Regions from separate parts of the Sus scrofa genome. Here region 2 is linked to region 1. The links are chromatin contacts, called in public HiChIP or PLAC-seq maps. All regions are on one chromosome and are shown on one strand. The core of a region is the stretch at or near the end of the contact, and the rest is flanking DNA. Distances in the headings are between cores, read along the strand shown. Region 1 has its middle 18 kb from the start of CARD19. Region 2 overlaps FAM120A (constitutive coactivator of PPAR-gamma-like protein 1).

Region 1 (3,633 bases), core at 1,018-3,517:
AAGAGCTGAAGATGGAGTAGATGGGGGGTGAGGTGGTTGGTGAAGTGTGTTCCAGCTGAGGGAACAGCATGTGCAAAGATGTAGAAGCGTGGATCATGAGGAATTCCCATCATGGCCCAGCGGAAACGAATCTGACTAGTATCCATGAGGATTCAGTTTTCATCCCTGGCCTTGTTCAGTGGGTTAAGGATCCAGTGTTGCCGTGAGCTGTGGTGTAGGCCAGCGGCTACAGCTCCAATTTGACCCCTAGCCTGGGAACCTCCATGAGCCTCAGGTGCAGCTCTCAAAAGACAAAAAAAAAAAGACAAAAAGAAAAAAAGCATGGATCATGAGCAGTATGGAGGTGAGGGCCTGAGTGCCCAGCGAGCCAGCTAGCAGGGGAGACTGTGGCCTCTGGGCCCTTCTTGCCCTGATGGACTTAACTCATTCTAGGTCATGGTTACTGATTGACCAGGGGGTTGGCAGGGTGGGGCCTCCTGCGGCGAGAATGCAGTGCCTAGGATGTGCCCAGCCAGCAGCAGACAGGGGCCTGGCTGGTGGTCTGGGCTATTGTAGAAGACTTCAGCTACAGGCATGGCATCCAGGCACAGTCAGGGAAGGGGCCATTAAGGCTGAGATCCAGGGAGGGGTCCAAGAACAGCCTGGGCTTGAGGGCTGCTCTGGACCCCCAAGGGCGAGGCTCCAGTGGGTCACGGATGGAACGCGAGAGTTGGCAGTCACAAGAAATGGCCCACCTCAGCCAAGGGAATCAGTGCCCATCACTGACTGTCCTTCACTCAGGAGATGGAACCCTGCCACAGGGCTGCACAGGTCTCAAGTGGGGGACAGAACCAGGGCCTCCCCACCATAGGTTTGCTGGGCCTGCCCTATGTCTGGGACATTCCCTCAAAGGTGTTGACTTTCAGACTGCTATAACAAAGGACCACAGACTGGGTGGCTTCTTAAAATTTATTTCAGGAGGTAGGATGGCTTAGCTCAAGGCACCGGCTTATCTGGCTCTGCCTGCACCCTTCACACAGTGGCCTCATTCACTTTCACCCAGGTAGCTCTGTCATCTGGAGTCAGTTGTCTATCACCTTTACCTGGGCATGTGTCACTTTTACCCAGATGTGGCTGTCAGAGAGCAGGACAAGCATCAAAAATACCCCAGGCAGGAGTTCCCGTCGTGGCTCGGTGGTTAATGAATCCGACTAGGAACCATGAGGTTGCAGGTTTGATCCCTGGCCTTGCTCAGTGCATTAAGGATCTGGCATTGCCATGAGCTGTGGTGTAAGTCACAAACGCAGCTCGGAGGAATCAGCGTTGCTGTGGCTGTGGTGTAGGCCAGTGGCTACAGCTCCGATTAGACCCCTAGCCTGGAAACCTCCATATGCCACAGGTGCGGCCCTAGAATCAGGGCCTTGCCTGTTCATGATGGGTGGAGGGGCCGCACTGTGGACAGGACATGCTGGGCTGGGCCTCAGAGGTCTGCTGACCTCGAGTGAGAATCCCTGCCACCTCCTGGGCTCAGAGTCCAGACCGAATGCAGAGACTAGTCCCCTGGTCTGGCTAGCCAGCCAGGAAGGTGGCCTCTGGTCAGTTTTTGCAGCAACGAGAACCAGTTTACACAGGCACCTGTCTGCCAGAGGCCAGGAGCGTGATGCATGTGCACAGCAGCCCTTGTTCTGGACCCTGAGCAAGGTCAAGGGGAACCTGGATGAGGGACACAGACACTTGGGGCTCTGCTCGGCCCACCCAGCTCAGAGTTGTACCTGTATCCTCACTGCTGAGCACTGGTGACCATGCTCATTCCACCCAAAGGGGGTCCCAGGGAGGGACATGCATCAGCTGCACCTGCCAGCAAAGTGGAAAATTCACAAAGCAATTTCCAGCCAATAGCACTCTGAGCAGTACCATCCAGCCCGAGACATCCAGGCTCAAGGAGGGGTCCCCAAGGTTGTGATCCTTTTTACAGATGGGCACACTAAGGCTCAGAGTTTGGAGACATACCAGGGGCCTGTAGTGCAGAGGTGGAAGAGCGAGTGGCGAGCTCCTGTGCCTGGCTCGCCCTGGCCCTCACTTTAATGACAAGCACACAGATGAGTCAATGAGCCTGCAAGCTGGCTGAATGGAGGCCAGATACCACATCCTGAAACCAATTCCTCAGCCCCCCATCTTGTTTCCCACCCGTGGGCTCCGAGAGAATGAGACCTGGGAGTAGAGCCCTTCCTGGGGGCCCAGTGGTGGTGTCATTCCTGGAGTCAGTCTGCAGGCCCAACCGGAAACCATTGTGGAAAATGCAAGCTCATGATGATTCTTGGGTGAACAAACATACTTCTATTTCCCTAAAAAGAGGCTGGAGGGGAAGGAGCTCACAGGGGAGACAAATGGGGAGGGGAACCCAGCAGGGATCAGGCCCCAGTCCTGTGTGTGTGCACATGTGTACACAAGCACTGTGCACGTGCACATGTATGCACCTGTTTTTCTGTATGTGTGCACGCACACGCGTGCACCCAAGAGCAGGGAGGATAGGCAGACCCCCACACACACACTCTTGGTGGACATGTGGTCCTGGGCTCTGAGCTCAAGCTCCCTCAGTGGTAATGGTAGTGACAGGGCCCCACAGAGAAGACAGTGCCAGGCAGCCACGGCCTGCAGAGGGCAGTGTGCATCCAGGGGCCCAGCACTGCGGCCCCCAGAGGTCTGATAGTGGACGCTGAGAGCAGAGCCCCAGGCCCTCGTGGACATGTATGTACACTCACCCTCTTGTGTCCACGAGGGACATTTCCATGAGAAGATCCTGAGCCTGAGCCCAGCAGGTGAGACAGATGGGTGCAAAAACTCTGGTCAAGGGGACATGCCTGTATCTTGAAGACAAAGATGGGGCCTAGCCCTGAGGACAAGGGGCTAGGTGTGGCTAAATCCCAGGCCACTGGGGGAGGGTGTGAGGAGCCAGAACTCAATATTTCAGCACGGTTACATTTTTCATCTCTGAAAGTTGTACAAGGTTCTGTGGACTCTTTGGTTTTTAGTTTCAACGCCTTCTCCACCTGGAATCAGGAACAAGCCTTTGTATTCATTTCCAGGCTCTAACCATGTTTGTGTCCTTCTACTCCTCCCCAGACCCGCTAAGCCCAGGGCATTGCTCCCCAGGGGATGGGGCTCCATTCCCTGGATGGTGGGGCTAGGACCTGGGTGGTGGCTCTGGTGACTGGACAGAGAAAAGGGGGCCAAGGGGAGGGTCTCCTTGGGACATGCCACAGGAAGTTAATGAAGATGGTGGTCGAGCCCCTTTCCTGGCTGAGTGACCTCCCCTTTCAGCCTGTTTCTTTATCAAGAAGGCAGGAATGGCAGCCCCCACTTGGGGCCACTGGGAGGAGTCAAATTAATACCCATGGGGAAAGGGCATCACAGGTAGCCCAGGGCTCAGGTGACAGCCCAGCCCGTCCCCTCACCTGGGACTGGGGGCTGGGAGGAAAGGGAGATGGGCAGGGGCAGGTGTAGGACCAGCAACGCCTCACGCAGGGCATGGCAGGAGAGGCTCAGGTTGGGGAGGTAGGAGTTCTGGAGAGGACTGGGGGGGTTGGGGGGAGGATTGGGGAGGACGGGGGGTGGACGCTGGGGACAGGGGACATCTGAGGCAGGTAGCTGACA
Region 2 (4,121 bases), core at 1,048-3,547, 220 kb before region 1:
GCTAAACACAGTAGTGTCTATCTGAAAGTTGCTAGGAGCTTAAAAATTCTCATAAGAAAAAGATTGTAACTACAGTGATGGATGTTAGCTAGACTTAATGTGGTGTATAGTTCACAATATATACATATTGAATCCTTATGTTGTACACCTGAAATTGTTGTGTGTCCAATATATCTCAATTTAAAAAAAAGTAACGCCTCTTCATATTATATGATATTTATTCCAATGGTCAATTTCTTACTAAGGGTGGAATGTATGGCAGATATTAATTAGTTTATTTCCAGTGTCTAAATTCTCATCGTATAAAACAAAATGAAGAGTAATGCTGGTCTAGAAATATATTATAGAGAAAGTGTGTGTACATGTACGTATCTTAATTTAGAAAAGTGAATTGTGTTTTTTTATTATCGCTCTTCCCGGCATACATAGAAATCTCTATTTCAAACATTTATTTAGCTTTACCAAGGCCCACAGCTTAGAATTCTTTGATTTGCTCATACCAGGATTTCCTAGCATCGGCACTAGTGCTGTCTGGGAATAGATAATTCTTTACTGTGGGGCTGTCTTGTGCGTTGCAGAATGTCAGCAGCATTCCTGGCCTCTGCCCCTAGAAGCTTGCAGTCCACATGCCCTCAGCTGTAACAATCAGTGCCAAAACCACCAGCACCCCCAGCCCCTCTTGAGAACCAGAAATTGCTCTTCACTGACTAAATAGATCTGTCCTATGGAATCAAAGAAAGTTCCAAACATTGACATGGGAAAATGATGATATGAGCCCCCTTCCATAAACTCCTTAAAGGATTCCTTTCTTCTATGTTAGTCACGCCTCCATGCCTGGCCAATAATAAGCACTCAATGTTTGCTAAAGGGAGAATGAATTATCACTGGGAACCAATCAGAAAACAGAGTCTGAGAAATTTAAGGTAAGAAAATAAATCTTACTTAATAGCCATTGATCCAAGTGTTCAAAGAAAAAAATTACATTTGTCTACCTATGTAAATAGAACAAAGCAAATGTGAGATTAAAAAACATCTCGAGTTTTTGAGTGCCCATACTAAACATATAAGAGATACAAGAGGAATAAAATTAGTCCCTGGCCTCAAGTAGCTTATAGTTAGGAAGATATGTATGCAAGCAACTATAATAAAGATTTTGAGATAGGCTCTGAGGGAGAAGTAAAATTCTGACAAGCAAAAGCTGGGTAGTAAGACAAGAGAGTAACTTCAGCAGAGCTGGGAAGTTGGGAAATGGACATTTCCTGAAGAAACAGTGAACAGTCTGGTTGGGAGCATTTAAAAAGAACTGTAGGGAGTTCCCGTTGTAGCGAAGCAGAAATGAATCCAACTAGTATCCACAAGGATGCAGGTATGATCCCTGGCCCCGCTCAGGAGGTTGGGGATCCGGCGCTGCTGTGAGCTGTGGTGTAGGTCGCAGATGTGGCTTGGATCCCACGTGGCTGTGGCTGTGGCTGTGGCTGTGGCTGTGGTGTAGGCTGGCAGCTGCGTCTCTGATTTGACCCCTGGCCTGGGAACCTCCATATATCACAGGTGCGTCCCTAAAAAGCAAAAAATAAAAATAAATCAAAGTAAAAAAAAATAAAAAGGTCAGTAGAGGAATTGTGAGACTGAAGGAAGGTAAAATGGGTCCAAAAAAGCCTGAAGGAGGAGTCTGGATTAACGGTTTTGTTCAGGTTGCTGCCAGGACAGTGACTCCCCTGAGGACCAATATGGTGACTCTTGGAGAAATTAAATCTAGAATTGCCAAATGATCCAGCAGTTCCACTCCTGGGCACACGCCCCAAAGAACTGAGAGCAGGACTCCAGCAGATTCTTGTACACCCGAATTCATGGCAGCACTATTGTTACTCACAACAGACAAAAGCGGGGAGCAAGCCAAGTATCCATAAACCAAAAGGGGTCCACTCATACAACAGACTATTATTAAGCTTTACGAAGAAAGGAAATTCTGACACAATGTTACAATATGGATGAACCTTGAAGACATTAGGCTAAATGAAATAAGCCAGTCACAAAACTGGTACACTGGAATGAAATAAATATTTTTAAGTAAGTATTTTAAATGGATAGCTGGTTTGAGGTATGATGTGGTCAGTTTTGAACTGTATTTCCCAATCAACGTGAGGTTTAAAGAGCATATTGGTAGTTTTCAATTTCTCCTGGAGAGAAACTGTGCTGCACCCATTCTACCCGGAAAAAGCAGCAGAGGCGTTCTGCTATCAGATCTGACCAGAGAGTGAACTGCAGGTAGGCACAGCCCCATAGCATTCTTACACAATGAAACTGAACTTTGACTTCAGCTCAGCACTTCCCTCTGGAAGAGGTTACCGAGGTTACCAGTTACTTGGCCCCAGATGTTGCTCAATCAGCAATCTCATTTCTTCCCATGTAAAATGGGTTAACAACACTGAGGGCTAAATGAGACAGCACTGTGACAGAGGACCTGGCAAGGGACCAGCAGCCTACAAGTCAGCCTCCCTACCTCTATCAGGTTCCCAAAGACAGAGATCATCATCCCCAAATCTCAGGCTACAGTCTAACCTCACGTTCTCCCAGTGCCTTAAAGCATGAATTCCGGTAAGAACTGAGTAAATATATGAGAGCATGGATTCGCGATAAGATCTGAAGGACTTCATTATAAACCTGCACACCAACACCACAAGTCTTAAGGCAGAAATATTTAGGAAAGCTCCAAGGATTTAATGCCACCAAGATTTTTAAATAAACATAAGTCCCTCACCACGTCTCAAAAGTTATGATGACTCCAGGCACACAAGAGGGAATGCTCCTGGTAACTAAGAAAAGCCGGGTCCAGGCCAGGCAGTTTAGTGACCTGAACAAAATTAGCTGCTGCGTGGGCCAACTACCAATGGCTAAATAAACATGATTATTTCTCTCGAAAAGACACACTCTTCTAAGTTAAAAAAGATTTCTCTGTGTAGCACTGGGAACTATGTCTAGTCACTTATGATGGAGCATGATAATGTGCGAAAATAGAACATGTACATGTATGTGTAACTAGGTCACCATGCTGTACAGTAGGAAAAAAACTGTATTGGGGAAATAAGTATTAAAAAAATTAAAAAATTAAAAAAAAAAAAGATTAAATAAAACTGACAGAAAATTAAGCCCTTCTGCCACTTTACAGAACCCTAGAAAAGGCCAATACAGGAGTTCCCATCGTGGCTCAGTGATTAACGAACCTGACTGGCATCCATGAGGACACTGTTTTGATTCCTGGCCTTGTTCAGTGGGTTAAGGATCTGGTATTGCCATGAGCTGCCATGTAGGTGGCAGACTCGGCTCAGATCTGGTGTTGCTGTGGCTGTGGTGTAGGCTGGCAGCTGCAGCTCTGATTTGACCCCTAGCCTGGGAACTTCCATATGCCATGGGTGTGGCCCTAAAACAAAACAAAACAAAACAAGCCTCATCCAAGTTGTGTGTATTCTCCCTTTTTATTGTTGAATAGTTTTGCATGGTACCATAGCTTAACTATTCACCTATTAAAGGATATTTTGGTTATTTCCAGTTTGAGCTATTATAAATAAAACTGCTATGAACATTTAAGTAAGTTTTTGTGTGAACAACAGTTCCTTTAGGAAAATAGTATAACTGCTGGATCACATGGTAAATGCATCATTAACTTTCTTAGAAACCAAAGGAGCAGTTTTCAGGGTGGCATGCCATCTTGCATTCCCACCAGCCATGTGGGATGATTCCGATTGCTCAGCATTCTTGCTAGCTAACTTGGTATTGCCAGTATTATGTATTTCAGCCATTCTAACAAGTATGTAGTGAGTAATATGCCACCATGGTTTTAATTCACTTAACCATTTTAATGGTCATCTTTTAAAAACAGAACATACTGCTTCACTCACATTCACTTAGAGAATGCTGAATCTAAAATATTCCAGCTCTAAATCATCCTTATAGAAAATCCCTATACATGGAGTTCCCATTGTGGCGCAGTGGTTAACGAATCCGACTAGGAACCATGAGGTTGCGGGTTCGAACCCTGCCCTTGCTCAGTGGGTTGACGATCCGGCGTTGCCGTGAGCTGTGGTGTAGGTTGCAGACGCGGCTCGGATCCCGTGTTGCTGTGG

The links. HiChIP or PLAC-seq counts read pairs in DNA pulled down with a chosen protein or histone mark.
Region 2: a contact with region 1 is called in an H3K27ac HiChIP or PLAC-seq map of alveolar macrophages. The contact joins two enhancer-like sites. A contact is called at or near these places in 1 of 5 promoter capture datasets (liver), 1 of 47 Hi-C or Micro-C datasets (liver) and 1 of 2 datasets of contacts at active chromatin or transcription factors (alveolar macrophages).

What each region holds. Positions count from the first base shown.
Region 1 is chr3:42,649,840-42,653,472 of Sscrofa11.1, reverse strand. No RefSeq gene overlaps it. Among named protein-coding and RNA genes, the nearest start is that of CARD19, 18 kb to the right of the region's middle. Within about 2 kb of position 2,267, at least 9 of the 83 cell types and tissues checked have an H3K27ac peak or open chromatin away from gene starts, as enhancers often do. A contact at or near this core is called in alveolar macrophages and liver, where this site is marked.
Region 2 is chr3:42,864,902-42,869,022 of Sscrofa11.1, reverse strand. The region is part of intron 1 of FAM120A (constitutive coactivator of PPAR-gamma-like protein 1); the gene reads right to left. Among named protein-coding and RNA genes, the nearest start is that of FAM120A, 5.4 kb to the right of the region's middle. Within about 2 kb of position 2,297, at least 21 of the 83 cell types and tissues checked have an H3K27ac peak or open chromatin away from gene starts, as enhancers often do. A contact at or near this core is called in alveolar macrophages and liver, where this site is marked.